Linked DNA regions of Gossypium hirsutum: regions 2 and 3 are each linked to region 1. The links are chromatin contacts, called in public Hi-C maps. All regions are on one chromosome and are shown on one strand. The core of a region is the stretch at or near the end of the contact, and the rest is flanking DNA. Distances in the headings are between cores, read along the strand shown.

Region 1 (3,051 bases), core at 140-2,639:
AACATTAGTTTTGGGGCAGTAAAGCAATTCAAAATTCCAACATACATAATATTCACCAAGAATGTTCTAAAGCGGTAAACCCACTTTTATGCTCCCTTCTTGAACCATCCTCAGTGTCTCAGCAGCCTCTTCAGGTCCCTATTGAGTTCAAAAACCACATTATACCACCTATCAGTTACTAATAATTCTTAATGAGAGAAATAACCCAGTTCTACCTGACTGCTAGACAAGAGACCGCCTTGAATCATAGGGGGCAACTGTTTCAATTGATCAATCATCAAAGCCACCAATGGACTCACCACCAACGTAATCCCCGGCAAAACCACTGCCGGAATCTGATAGCAAAGCGACTTCCCAGCTCCTGTTGGCAAAACTAGCATCGTTGATTTGCCAGCAAGAATCATCTTGATCGCTTCCAACTGTCCATCACGGAACAAATCGTAGCCATAAATAGCTTTCAACAACCTCACCAGGTTCTCCTCCGACACCGCGCTTCGAACCGCCGAAATCGCCGCTTCAACTGACTCGCATCTACTCGGTTTCTCTGCTTTCGACTGCAACTTGATTTCCGACACTAAACCTTCTTCGTCGCAAAGGCTTCCCGTATCGACTTCGGATTTGACTCTTCTCTTGCTTCTTTTGAAGTACTTTGATTTGTAAGAGTAACTATTCATCTTTTTACCTTTGGCTGTGAACTTGCGTTTATAGCCATTGAAATTGAGCCTCACGAAGTTACCTTCTTCGCTGCGCTTTTGTAATTTAACTGGGGGTAAAGGGGCATCTCCTCTGATCAAATTAGGAAGCTTCTTGTTACAAGTTTTGGTAGAACCCAGGCCGTCAGAGCCATTAATTTTAGGTTCGGCGGTTATTTCTGGTGAGGTTTCCGGTTCGAAATTGAGGGAAGGTTTACAAATTTTGGAGAAGGAGGCGCGACGCGTGGAGAAGAAACCGGCGGGGAGGGTTTCAAGGGAACGGCCAATGGAGATTGGATGGGGTTGATCCGACGGACGGCGAATCTGGAAGGGAAAATTACCGACTGGAGAAGGGAGGTCCGGTTGTTGAATGGGTTCAGGTTCAGGTACGGGTTCGATTTTATCGTGTTTCGACGAAGATGGCTTTTTGAGTTTGAAAATGATATCCAAATGAGAGGAGCGTTTGGTACTTGCGGTAGATTTGTAGGAGGTAGGAGGTTTTGGAGGCGGTTGCGGTGGCCGCCGCGGGAGTGGGTCTCGTGGAGGAGTGGCTGATATATGTGATCCGTCGGAGTCTGAATCGTAGTCCATGTCTGTCAACTGAGTCACTGAGACAAGTAGAGGCGGTGAATGGCCGACTGCGGAGACCTCAGCCGCTTTACAATTTTTTGCGCTAAAATTTCCCGCCTAAAGCTTCTTTTTATTATTTTAATATAACATATACTACTTATCCCTTCGAATTAATTAAATTACAATAGTAGGCTGTTCGTGAAATTTTATTTTTATATATAGATTTTATTTCTAATTTTATTTTGATTATTAATTAGTAAACGAAAATTGTTAAATAAATTTAAATATTATGACTATTGAATAATTTATCGTAGATTTATTTTAGATATGTTTATGGCTCAGGTTATTTGTTCAAGTCTAATTAAATTTTAAAAAGGATTAGACAAAAATTTTAGAAAAAAATGGGCTTAAATAAAAATATTAGATCCGTTTAAAATATTGGTCAGGCTTAGGCTTGAACATTTATGACTCAAGTCCAAACCAGCCTGATTTTAAGTTTATAATATTTTATATTATGTTATTTTGATATATTATGTAATTTATAACACATAAAAATTTTTATACTAAATATATAATACTACTCTAATGTAACTATTAAAATAATATTAGAGTGAATATATAAAAAGTTTCAATAAATAAAAAATATATAAATTTATTAAATATTAAATTAAAATAATATAATTAAGAAGTGATTGCATGCAATAGTGAGACATATTACACTCTTAAGAGAAAGATTTAAGTTCGAATCTTGAAGATGATATTGTTTGGAGGGGCAACCACAAACACTAAACATGGACCGTAAAATGGACATGAAGAATGTCAAAACGTATATATAAATATTTTTTAAAAAAATTAAAAATTAATATGAGCTAGTTTAAAATGGGCTTAGTTATTCTTTTATAAATATTGACAGGCTTAGGTAAAATTTTAAACTCATATTTCGATTCGGGACAAACTTGAATAAGGATAAAGTATGTTGATATCAGGCTTAAACCTAGTCCACTCTTTCCCATTAACATCTCTAATCTACTTCATCTTAATAGCGTATTTAATTAGCAAAAATAGTGATAAATTTAAAAGACCTTTCTTAAAAATTATAATTACTTATTATAAAAATATAATTTTCAGAGCTTCATTAAAAATTATATAAAATGTGGAGGGATTTATGTTACAATTTTTCCCTTTGCAAATGTTTTCTTTTAATATGTCAAATTTTTATACAGTGAATACATTCAAAATTTAAAAATTTTGCGGGTAAACTACATAGTTGATCACTTAATTATAATTTTTTTTCATTTTAAGTATTCAAAATAAAAAGTTACAATTTTAGTACCCACGTTATAGTTTGGTCACTTTTATCATTCGTGTTAAAATAAAAAAGGGCAACTGATATGACAGGTAAAAATCAATATAATAACAAATTTAACCCTCAAAATTTACAAATGATCTCAATTTAATCATAATTCTAAAAAAATTCAAAAATATATAATTGTTCATAACATATAATAATATATAAAATTTAAAAATATACAAAAATACATTAATATTTAAATAATATAATAAATTTAAATTTTATATTAATATTAAATAAATAAAAATCTCTCCACCCCTCCACCGTCCTCTCACTCTCTACTGTTGTAATCCGATAACAACCTTTTATGATATAAAATAAATTTGCCCTTTACAGTTACAAAGCCAGGGGGGCTGGCCGGGTCCCGACCCCCTATCTAGGCCATTTATAATTTATAAAATTTTAAATTAGTAATGATAAAATTGTACTTTGGCCTCC
Region 2 (3,051 bases), core at 185-2,684, 420 kb before region 1:
GAACCCGGGGCTGCATTTGGATCATACAAAAGTGTGTGGTAACCAGGGTCCCCTTCCACTGACAATAGTAGCAGTTTTCCATCCAATATCCCAAAACGGAACCCTATACTTGTGCTCCCTGTCAATGGCACCGAAACCATCTTCCAGCTATTGTCATCTGGGTTGAATATTGCCAGCTTCCGCTGGTTCTTCCACTCCATGCAGAAAAGCTGCTTCTCCAGCACAGCATGGGCAGTGACCATCACACACCCATTTTTCATCTCACACCAAGTCTGCTTCTCAGGGTTGTACACATCAACAAACCTCGAGTTTCCAATAGTGAAGCTTGACCTACCACCTAAGACATAAAGCTTTCCGTTCAATCCACAGGCAAAACAACCCCAGCGAGGTCGACGTAGACTTTCAATGAGTGTCCACTTATCTGTGTCAGGGTCATACACCTCTGCAGTGGAGAGGCTCTCGCCTTCAACCGCATAGCCTCCAACGACGTAAACCACACCATTTACCTCCGCACAAGCAAAATCATAGCGAGCAACATTTAAGTTTGCTAGTTTGCTCCAGCTGCAATTATGATGATGTGTTAAAACCAATAAGAAGTCCAAGACAAAATATTAAGCGTCATATAAAAAGTGAAAATGGAAAACAAACCAGTTGAGGCAAGAATCATATTGATAAACGTCTGCAGAGGCAGAAGCAGTTCCGTTGATGACTGAATAGCCAGCAAGTACAAGAAGCTTTCCATTGAGGACAGTTGTCCCAAATCCAACTTTTTCTGGACCAGGCATTGGTGGAAGAAGCCTATGTTTCTGGCCCAAACAATCCAAAACCTCCCAGTGGCTTTCCTTTCCTTCAGAATCCATAGTTAGAACATAAAGCCACTCTTCAAGCATTCCAGCTATCTTTCGTTCCATTAAGAATTCTTTGCTTTGAATGAATGATCTCCACCTCTTACATACACCACCCATGGAAGGGAAGCTAGAACGAGGAACTAGAGCAAGGCAATACTTGGCCACATCATCCGGTAGCCCTGGAAGCAACGGGCTTTCTATTTCATCAGTAGCCTGAGAGGGTGAACGGTGATTGCCTTTTGAATGATCTGGCATAAGCGGGGAGCTGAGACACATATTGGGTTCTGTGATTCTCTTCTTTTCTCTCACAAAACCAGGCATTTTTTTCTAGATGGTTCTCGTATGCGGTACAAATATATTTTCCCAAAAGAATGCGTCAATATTTATAAATGCTAGTCAACTAATTAAAGAAACTCATGAAATCCATCACCTATAGGGATTTTACAACTCCAAGGCATAAGTGATGTAGCAGAACGGATGACTTGAGCTGTAAATGCCGATGAAACTCTATTCTTAGTCCAATCTGATTCATATTCCATGCCAAAAGCCCTCTTTCCTGTTGAACTCTGCAAAGCTTTTCCCACACCTCTGTATCCGTTCCGTTGCCCACACATTGCCCAAATAACTAAATGCAAGATTGTAAAACCATAACCAATTAGTATGAAGACAGGAAACCAAAGAAACAATAGCTTACCGACAGGAAACCAAAGAAACAATAGCTTATCTCTACGGTCATTGTCAAATCAATACCTTTTAAGGCCATAAAATTCAGAAGTTTTAGCCCCCAATAACTTCCATTATGATGAAACCAGTAATCACCTGAATATATAAATTAAAATGAAGAAAGGTCAATTCAACCAATACATATCCAGTTCATATAACAGCGATTCTGTCTTCAAATAGACAACTTGTTTTGATCATGATTCTCCAGGCCGGCAGCAGTGACTTATGTACTGCTGGGAAACACCCAAAGCCAAACAGAAATACAAAATAATAATAATAATGGTGGTGGTGGTGGTAGTGGTGAAGTAAGTGTTCCTTTCTATTATTCTAAACCTAAAACTCTAACATGTTGCAAAAAGAAGGTATTAATTTATTTGCGGTGGTAGATACACAAAAGGGGCGAACAACTCAAGGGGCTTATTATATATCTCTGAACTTGTAAAACCCAGATCTTGACTTGACCTACCCAACCACCCTAACTTAAATTAAAATAACTACAACTAAAATTAACAGATGAGTTCTTAAGATGAAATGTATGATATCATAGAATCAAAAGGATTAAAGTAAAAGGCAGCAGACCAACAAATCATCTATCAACAACCAGAAAACCCAGATTCCTGGAAAGTAAAGTTGGGGGGGGGGTAGGAAGACAGCCGAATGTTCTTATCCAAAATCCTAACAGTCTGGCAATAATACTATTGAAACACGTTAGATCTGAAGATAAACACTAAAAAGATCCCCAAGTTCACGTCTCAACAGGTTCTCTAACCTGGTAAGAAATATTTTTTTTTTTGGTTTAAAATTTTTAAAGGAAAAAAAAAACCTAAATGAACATAAATTTTAAAAGAAAGGAGAAAGGAGGCAATGTATATAGAGGTGTGAGGAAAGGGGGATTTACCTTTGAAGATCCTGGAAAAGAGGAGAATGAAAAAGGGTTGGTGTTGAAAAGAAAGGCGTAAAAGGGGATGAGAGTGTTTTGAGGCAAAGCAGCCATGAATAAGGGAAAGAATTTATAAGCATAGAAAAAGCAAGGCAGAAAAGGGCGAGAGGGTTCCACCACTCACTAATCATCTCATTATCATTATTATCATCATCATTATTTATTCATTTATTTCTTTCATTTTAAGCCTCCGTTTATTTCGTGACATCAGACAAATAATTCTTTTCCTGGTAAAAAGAAAAAAAAGAAGTCAAGTCTAATATAGGAGAATGATTTGGCTTTACTTTTTTATATTTTCACTCTAATTTTTTAAAATTAAAAAAATACACTTTTAATATACTAAATATTAATATATATTTTTAATTTAAAAATTAAAATATAAATATTAAATTTATAATTTACACAAAATATAGGGTCTAATAATAGAATTTGACCAAACATATCCATTTGGTTTCATCAAAGGTTTGTATTTGAGAGTTTATTTTTGTGTAGTGCTCTTATTTTTGAAAAACTAAAAAATAATAATAATTTGGTTTAGTT
Region 3 (3,051 bases), core at 372-2,871, 290 kb before region 1:
AACTAATTTAATAAAAAATGTAATTCATAACCATGGATATTGTTGCTATAATTTAAAATAAAATATAAAAAATCAATTCTACTAGAAACTTGATTTTTATTGCAAAATATTATTATAACATGTGATTGTTATAGAGAGGGCTATATATGATTTTGAATTAAAGAATTAGTATAATTAATAGATGAGGTGAATAAGTGAATTAAAACTTGATTCCATGTCTTGAAGTAGTTAATAAACATGATAGTTTAATAATAAATGGATTTTAAGGTATAGTCAGAAAAGAAAGTGTTATTAAATGATAAAATTCTATTAAAAATCATAAATGAGCAAAATATGATACTTCATTTTAACAAAGTAGAATACTGATAAAAGTTAAAAATGAAGTGAATCTTATGTGTTGGCTTGATGGTTAAAGTGTTCATCGCCCCAAATGTGACTTGAGTTCGAGTTGTGTTAGTTACATTTTATAGAATTAAATATATTAAAATGTGAATATTATAGAATAAAAATAATAAAATATATAATCGTTAAGGGTTAAATATGTTATTATATCAATTTTAAAACTATCACGACATCAATCTATCAAAGATTTAATGGAAAAAGATAATTGAAAAAAATTCAATTAGTTGAATAATTATTTTAAAATTTTTTATAATTGGGTGGTGAAAGTGAAATTAAACCATAATTAAGTCATCGCTTACCAAAAATATAATTAAACTAGTAAAAGAAAAATAAATATTTTAAGTATTTGAGGAGGTAGACTACTGAACGGGCCCGTCGCTGAATTCAAACTATCCACAATTAAATTAAGAAAAGAAAGAAAAACTCGAGAATGTCAAAAAGCCCAAAGTCGCCTAAGGAAGGCAGGGACATGGACAGTTGTAGTGGTAAAGGACAATAGCGGCAATTTGAAGCAGGACAAGAGGGTAAAACAGAAAAAAGGAAACAAAAACATTGGGAAGTGGGCGGCGTTTCCATATTAAAAAAAGAGGTTTTATTCTGTATTTCACCCTTTTAGTTTATGAAAATGAATTAATTTATCAAAATCTGATCCTCATATTTTAGAAAACTACAATTTATCCGGTTGTTGATAAGCATGTGCCCTTAAACAGTTAATTTTTGCTGAGTTTTTTACATGTAAATTGTTTATCCGTTGATTTTTACTATTATACTTATTATAAAACCTTTAATTGAGTTGATATCTTGAGTTAATTTAATACCAATTAAGTTATAAAAAGATTAATATATATTTTTTTAAATGATAAATACTATTATTCTGAAGATTTTGTCTTTTCATACTTAAACAACTAATAATCACATATCTAATGATTGGATACATGTTTAATAAGCTTTATAAACACATTGTTTACTCCTTTGCCTATAATCATTGTTGAACAAATTTTAAAAGAAATTATGTTTTAAATAAAATGTTTTCTTTTACACACATTGTCAATGTGACATAATTTAGTAAGTTATTAAATTGTTAATTTTTAGACTAATGATATCACAAAAAGGTTTAGCAAATGGACTAACTTGTCAATTTTTGTAAAATATGAGAACTAAATTCTAATAAATTAGAGTAAACAAATTAATTTATCAATTCTTATAAACTAGAGGGATTGAAATTCTAATTTAAACCTTAAAAAGCCAGTACAACAACTCTCTTCTCTTACCAAAAGCTTTGAAGGTAAAAAAACAGGACATCATCTTCAATGGTTCCACCTACCTCCTTCCTCTTCATATAGTCTTTCAGTTTGGTGTTGTGTATAACATTCATAGTAATATTTTTTCAGAAAGAAAATGGCGGATTCTGCTGTGGCTTTGGAGGATGTTGCTTCCGTTGATATCATGACTGAGCTACTTCGCCGTTTCAAGTGCTCCTCCAAACCAGACAAACGCCTCATTCTCATTGGTTCGTTTCTTGGTTTTTCTACTGTTTGCTTCAATTTTTTCTTAGGGTGATTGAAGTGACAAAATTCAATGAATTGCAGGCCCCCCTGGATCTGGAAAGGGCACACAGTCGCCTATGATTAAGGATGATTACTGCTTGTGCCATTTAGCCACAGGTGATATGCTCAGAGCTGCAGTTGCTGCCAAAACACCTCTTGGTATTAAAGCCAAAGAAGCCATGGATAAAGTAACATCATATCTCTCCCCTTACTGGATAGTCAGATCCATTGTTAATCTAATTGTGAAGTATAATATTAGGACATGTGCTTTGTTTGATGTTAGGGTGAACTTGTCTCTGATGATTTGGTGGTTGGGATAATTGATGAAGCCATGAAGAAAACCTCTTGCCAAAAAGGTTTCATTTTAGATGGTTTTCCAAGGACTGTGGTTCAAGCACAGAAGGTGCCCTTCTTTTCATTTCCCTTTTAATCTTTTGGGGTTACTCTTGGGGTCTTTTAATCTTGTTTCTTATGTTTGATGTATAGCTTGATGAGATGCTTGAGAAGCAGGGAACTAAGATCGACAAGGTGTTGAACTTTGCCATCGATGATTCCATATTGGAAGAGAGGATCACCGGTCGTTGGATTCATCCTTCTAGCGGCCGAACCTACCACACCAAATTTGCACCTCCCAAAGTTCCTGGTCTTGATGATGTAGGTTTCCTTTTTCATTTATCTTTTCTATTAAATTATTATGGATACAGAATGAATCTGCAAGCTCCGGCTGGATCTTTATACCTTTGTCTTTGTTTGCAAACGGTTTTGAGTTGATTAAGCAAATAAAGGATATGACACGCATTCTCTTTGATATACTTAAAAGAGTTTTTGGTTAAGGCTCATTTATTTGGACTGATGCATTACCTGATCCATCAATTTTCATCACATATGTAAGAGGGATCTGCAGGTTTTAGGGTTGTGTTTTTGAAATATGATGATGCACTTTCTAGGAATATGTAAAACCGGATTCTTCAGGCCAATGAGGCCTTGACTCAGTTGGCAAATGTGGAGGCCTTGGGTCTTGAGTGTCCAGGTTCAAGACTTACCATGTGTAGGTCTCTGAGTTTCATAGTTTTAGTCTAGTTAGTCCCAATTTATTGATTTT

Evidence for each region. Hi-C and Micro-C count contacts between places; a contact is called where the count stands out from the background.
Region 2: a Hi-C map of leaf shows a contact between it and region 1, with 3 times the contacts expected there. The contact joins the promoter of LOC107918232 here to the promoter of LOC107916626 in region 1. A contact is called at or near these places in 11 of 34 Hi-C or Micro-C datasets (hypocotyl, leaf and petal).
Region 3: a Hi-C map of leaf shows a contact between it and region 1, with 2.4 times the contacts expected there. The contact joins the promoter of LOC107916900 here to the promoter of LOC107916626 in region 1. A contact is called at or near these places in 7 of 34 Hi-C or Micro-C datasets (callus and leaf).

What each region holds. Positions count from the first base shown.
Region 1 is chrA01:95,577,235-95,580,285 of Gossypium_hirsutum_v2.1, forward strand. It overlaps LOC107916626 (ATP-dependent DNA helicase Q-like 5), which reads right to left and starts at 1,390. Exons shown (of 21, transcript XM_041109657.1): 1 at 216-1,390; 2 at 85-138. The coding sequence starts at 1,283.
Region 2 is chrA01:95,158,127-95,161,177 of Gossypium_hirsutum_v2.1, forward strand. LOC107918232 (F-box/kelch-repeat protein At1g67480) reads right to left here and starts at 1,435. Exons shown (of 2, transcript XM_016847770.2): 1 at 649-1,435; 2 at 1-561. The coding sequence starts at 1,169. It overlaps LOC107918230 (mannosyl-oligosaccharide glucosidase GCS1), which reads left to right. Exons shown (of 22, transcript XM_016847769.2): 22 at 1-2,233.
Region 3 is chrA01:95,286,823-95,289,873 of Gossypium_hirsutum_v2.1, forward strand. It overlaps LOC107916900 (adenylate kinase 4), which reads left to right and starts at 1,622. Exons shown (of 7, transcript XM_016846271.2): 1 at 1,622-1,687; 2 at 1,794-1,912; 3 at 1,992-2,137; 4 at 2,233-2,352; 5 at 2,436-2,603. The coding sequence starts at 1,801.